Regions from separate parts of the Anas platyrhynchos genome. Here region 1 is linked to region 2. The links are chromatin contacts, called in public Hi-C maps. All regions are on one chromosome and are shown on one strand. The core of a region is the stretch at or near the end of the contact, and the rest is flanking DNA. Distances in the headings are between cores, read along the strand shown.

What was found. Hi-C and Micro-C count contacts between places; a contact is called where the count stands out from the background.
Region 1: a contact with region 2 is called in a Hi-C map of F1 follicle, with 2.1 times the contacts expected there. The contact joins the enhancer-like site here to the promoter of CUX1 in region 2. A contact is called at or near these places in 3 of 8 Hi-C or Micro-C datasets (F1 follicle, skeletal muscle and small yellow follicle).

What each region holds. Positions count from the first base shown.
Region 1 is chr20:7,308,526-7,311,225 of IASCAAS_PekinDuck_T2T, reverse strand. The region is part of intron 1 of LOC139999134 (a long non-coding RNA gene); the gene reads right to left. All of the region lies in intron 2 of LOC119713293 (a long non-coding RNA gene), which reads left to right. Among named protein-coding and RNA genes, the nearest start is that of MYL10, 43 kb to the left of the region's middle. Within about 2 kb of position 1,260, at least 6 of the 8 cell types and tissues checked have an H3K27ac peak or open chromatin away from gene starts, as enhancers often do. A contact at or near this core is called in F1 follicle, where this site is marked.
Region 2 is chr20:7,240,123-7,242,822 of IASCAAS_PekinDuck_T2T, reverse strand. It overlaps CUX1 (cut like homeobox 1), which reads left to right and starts at 1,450. Exons shown (of 23, transcript XM_038165931.2): 1 at 1,450-1,597. The coding sequence starts at 1,535.

The sequences.
Region 1 (2,700 bases), core at 11-2,510, 69 kb before region 2:
GTATTTTTTGTAATATGTAGGGAGAAATCCAGCACTGCCAAAGCAGAGAGATCTCCATTAGCAAAATAACCCCAGGTCAGATTGTGGCACCATGAGCTTTACTGTAAGAATAGTTAAGTCTTACTGATTTCTGTAAAAACAATCCGTAGTGTGAGATGCTGTTCTTAACAAGGATAAAGGCAGTAGAAACCATTCCTGCAGTATAAAAGAGTAGGATGGTTTTAGTGTTAATGCTAAATTAAGTGCAGATACAGGAAGCTAAGGATCTTGCTTCTGTTTTTATTATAACTCACCAGAAGGGGAGAGCTGTAAATACAGTTGAATGGTCAGATTATGTCTTTCAGAGAGATGGTCTGAGCACAAAGGAAGCTATTTTAAATTGCCAGTTTCTTTTATGCTTTTCCAAAGTGTGAGCTTATAAGAATAGTGTTTGTTCTCCGCCAGACGATCGTGGAAGCATCAAAAAAATCTTTGTACCCTGCAGAACTGACCGTCATTTGCAGTTTCACACTAAGGCAGCACCCTGCTATAAATTGTAGCCATCCATTTTCAGGCTGCTTCGCTGCCAAAGCAGGGTAAAGGGACAGCCCTGCAATAACTCCCCTGTTCCTATGTACTTTGTGTGCACAAGCTGCACCTTCCCCTGGAACAACAAGTACTGCTGCTCGTCTCCGAGCAAACAGAGCTCTTTGCAGAAGCTAAAAGCCAAGCAGTCCATGCATGTAGCAACTGCCACTCCTGTTAAATAAAAAAAAATTTAAATCAGCTTTTCCAGCACCAAGTCCGGGCAAAAGGAAGGGAAGAGCAGTACCGAAGTACAGCACTAGGTGGCAAGCCTCTAACAAAGAAGTAACTCCGGGGAGCAGAGCCTCAACCGAGGCTTTCAGCAGTCACCTGACAGAATTTGGCGTTGTGGAAAAATGTTCTTGATTTAAACACCTAATGTTTCCCATTAAGAGCTAATGTCCTCCCTATATGCTGGCACGGAGCAGCAGCTAAAGCATACAGGACATGTTGTACTGCAGACAATACTCGGCGAGAACAATTCTTACCGTTCTTATCTGTAGACCTTACCAAGATGTTCTTTTCCTGTTAATGTTTCTTTATTATAGTTACTTTCTTCCCCCCCCCTCCCTTCACATTTAGGCTGCTTGGGGTTTTGCTACTGGAAGCGGCAGAAGGTTAGGAGATAGGGACTGCAGCAGCCACGAGGCTCTGCTGGGTTCAGGGGGAGCGAGTTGGGCCGGGGAGCACGGGATGCAGCTCCTGCCCCGATGGTGAGCCAGGCAGCGCAGCCACGCACGCACATCTGCACTCGCACAGGCCAATTAGAACGTTAATAATAATTAAGTGTCTTACTCCTAAGACGCTCCTACACAGGGGAACGCTAAAGTGCCAGTCAGCTCATTTCATTACACGCAGCCAGACACCTCTCAGACCTCGTGTGTTTGCTAAGGGAGCGGAGCAGAGCGATCCCAGCCCCAGCCAATCTGGTTGCAGACGATCTGCTGGCAAACAAAGTAGAGCGGGCTACAGAAAGAAACGTGGACCAGAAAAAAAAAAGAAAAGGCCAGCTGTGGCAGCTGAGCTGTACCTTTCACCCTGAACTGAGCCACAGCAAATAAATACAGGGCGAGACCTATAAATTTCCAGTTTGCAGGGGTTTGTGGGAGTCTTTATCTAGCTTTGGTTCACACGCTCCAAAGCGGCTCCATTTCAGATTGGAGCTAATCTAATTAAACACAAACTCGGCCGTAAGCTGCATGTCATCTGATTTCTGCCCAAAAAGCTCGGAACTGGACCCAGACGTACTACGAGTTGTTCAGCTCTGAGATTACGTTTCTCTGGACGACGAGGGCTGGCCCAGAGGTCGCCTTCCATCTGCTTGAGCCACGTGAGTCACCCACCTTCCTCATCCTTCACGAATGCAGCAGTCTGGCTCACAGCTGACCACAATGTGCTGCTTATTCACGACTGAAGCCATTTCAGATGTTAATCTGCAGGCAGCAACGTCCTCCGATGGGCAGCAGGACAGAAAGGCAGCATGAGGGAATAGTGGGCTTGCTGCTGGAAGAGCTCTGGGCTTCGTGGCCTGCCCGGCTGGTGGCACACAGGAGGGGCTGGAAGAAAAGCTTGGATATAATTCTCATGAGCAGAACCTCTTGAGTGACCCTGAGAAGCTGTGGAGTTTCATCATCCCTGGCTTACAAGGAATGAATTTAGTGTGTTTCCAGTATCGGAAATGTTATGGCTACTTTTCACCCAAGCCTCTACTTTCAGCAAACAAAAAAAAACACAAGTGAGGCAAGAAGCAAAATCTACGGAGTACAAAGCCAAAAAGCCCTGCTCAGAGCACACCCTCAATAAAGCAGATACAAAATATGTTAAAGCTAAACTGAACTGTTCACATTTCCAATAAATTAAAGGGAAAAAAAATCCCATCATTTTCACTCTATTTCACATCAGAGCACAATCACAAGAGAATACTCACTTAATGTGATGATGACTTTACCCCTGCTCCCAAGGGGTTTCTCTGCCTCTCTCACACTGCTCTTAAAATTATCACATTTGCCCCCATTTTACATCTCTCCCCACATCCAGTTTGCCCCATTTTGAACACTTGGGGCTGACACAATTGCCTGCTTGCAGTTTCTTTTTACTATCCTTTGATTTTTACCAGCTGCAAGAGAAAAACCAAGA
Region 2 (2,700 bases), core at 201-2,700:
CGCCAACCCTGGACACGTTTTTTGGAGGGCAAGAGGCTTCATTCCCCTACCAGCCCCATGCCAGCCACACGTGCTGCGAGCTCGCAGCGTGCCCGGCCCAGCCGGGCAGGCAGAGGCCCGGTGTCCTCGTACCCTAGTGCCATTAGTTTTATTCCCGGGACGGCCAACTAAAAATGCGAAGGTCTACAGTTGTCGGGGTGATCCTTAGGTGGGACTCGTTAACATAAAACCCGCCAGTCGCAATTAGGAGCTTTGTGAGCAGCAGCCTCAGCAAAAAGTGGAAATGGAGGCTGAAGCGATGGTGCTCCTCCAAAGGAGGACGGCGGCAGATTGGGAAATAGTCTGCAGCAGCCGCTCCGCCGCTGTCGGTGCCGTAACTTCTCCAAAGACAGACAGAGCCATTTTCAAGTAGTCAGCCCGCCGACTTGAGCCAGCGCTAAATTCTCTTGGTGATCAAATACTGTTTGATGAAAAATCCACCACCGCTCACTTTGCCGGAGGAAGATCTGTTTCTTTGCCTTTCGCCAAGGCAGCGCGAGCGGTGTTTGGGGAGCGCGGTGCAGCGGGCTCAGTCCCGTGGGGCCACCCGCGAGGCAGCGGGCACGCTGTGGGGACACAGCGGGTGCTCGGGCTGCACACCCTGAGCTTGTGGGGCCGAGCTGCACCCCAAAGCCACCACGCTCATCGGGGTGGGCGCAAGGATTTGGGGGACGGAATAAATCATGCTTACGGACACGTTATTGTTTAGAACAAAATAAGTTATTGCATCCTTGTGATCTCCGTTTCTATGGCTATGCCGCACGAAGCTATGAGCTGATTTTCCAACCTCGGTGCGAGCCGCCCCCTCCGAGCCGGCGGCCAGCGGCAGTGGCCCCATGGGCGTCTGCCCGCGCCCCCATGAACCCCGCTAACGACGGCGCGGCCGGTGGGGACGTGGGGGGCTCCCTGCTCCCCCCACAGCCACCTACACACTGGGGGGGAGCCAAGCTTGGAGGGGGGGGGCTGTGGGCAATGCCCCCCTTCCCTAAATCCCCCCTAAATCCAAAATCCAAAATCCCAAATCCTAATTCTCCCCTAAATCCCCAATCACCCCCTAATCCCAAGTGTCCCCCCCCCAAACCCAATACCCCTCCCAAACCAAAGCACCCCCCCAGTCGTCCCCCCTCCCCAGCCGTGCTCCCCCCCCCCCAAGCAGGGGTGTGGGGGTGATGACACACACACACACACACACACACACACACACACACACACACAGGGGGGGCTCCCTATGATCGCACCGCCCCCCCCTTTACTCCCCCCCCCCCCCCCAAGCGCACGGGGCTGACTCCGCGTTCCGGCCGCCGGCGGGCTCCAGGCCGGGATTTGGGCGCTCCCCGGCCGCCTCCCGCCCCCTGCCCCCCCCCGCCCCTCCTCCTCCCCCCTCCCTCCCTCTCTCCCTCCCTCCCTCCCTCCCTCCCCCTCCCTCCCGGCTCCCGAACTCCAGCCCCTCTCTCTCCCTCGATCAGCCGCTCACTCTGTCTCAATATGTCTCAAGATGGCGGCCAATGTGGGATCGATGTTTCAATATTGGAAGCGCTTTGATTTACAGCAGCTGCAGGTCAGGCTCCCCCCGCTCGCCGCACCGGCCGGGCCGCGCCGCCGGACCCCCCCCCCCCGCCCCCCTTCCCTTCCCCTTCTCCGCCTTCCCTCGGGCCCGGCCTCCCCCCCCCCCTCCTTCCTCCTCCTCCTCCTCCTCCTCCTCTTCCTCCTCCTCCCGCAGCCGCCCGCAGGATCCCCCCGCTCCGCCCGGCCGCGCCGCTCCGCTCGCCCCCCCACTCGCCCCCCCCCCCCAACTCCCGATCGGCGGCCCCATCGGAAATCGATCCCCTTTGTTCAATTCATCGATCAGCCCAAGATGGCGCCGGAGCCGGCGCTCCCGGGGCCGCCGCCGCCGCTCCAGCCCGCTCCGTCCCGGGCTGCCCTCTGCCCGCTTCCCCTGCGCGGCTCCCCCCCCCCTCCTCCCCGCTCCTCCTCCTCCTCTCCGGCACCCCGGGGCCGCCGCCGCTCCGCGGGGCTCCTCTCGGTCCTTTTCCCTCTTCTCCCGGCTTCCCAGCCGCTTCCTTCAACCCCCGGGGGGCGGCCGGGGGAAAAAGTTTGCCGAGTGCCGGGACTTTGTGTGGGGTGTGCGGCCGGGGGGGGCGCGGGGAGCCGGCCGGGCTCGGCGGTGCAGGCGCGGAGCGGCGGGGGCTGGGGGCGCTGTGGTGCCGGCCCAGGGGTGCCGGTGCCCCCCCCCCGGTGTTAAACCCTCCGGTGCTTCCCCCCCCTTGGTCCTCACCCCCCCCGGTGTAACCCTTCCCCCGGTGCTCCCCCTCCCGGTGTCACTCTCTGAGTGCTTCACCCCCTCCCGGTGCTCCCCCCTCAGTGCTTGTCACCCCCCCGGTGTCGCCCCCCTCCCCTGTAGTCGCCACCCCCTCGGTGTAACCCCCCCCCCCGGTGCTCTCCCCCCTCAGCCGCCGCCGGGCAGGGGGCTCCGGGGGGGAGCTGAGGGGAAAGAAGAGAGGGACGGGGGGGGGGGGGTCCCGGGGGGGTCCCGGCTGCTTTTTGGGGCTCACAGGGCCCGGGCAGCGCGGTCCCGAGGGGCTGGGGGCGGCCGCTGAGGCGGGGGGGGGGCTCTGACAGGTCCCGGCCGGGGGAGGGGGGGGGCTCAGGGAGTCGGTTCCG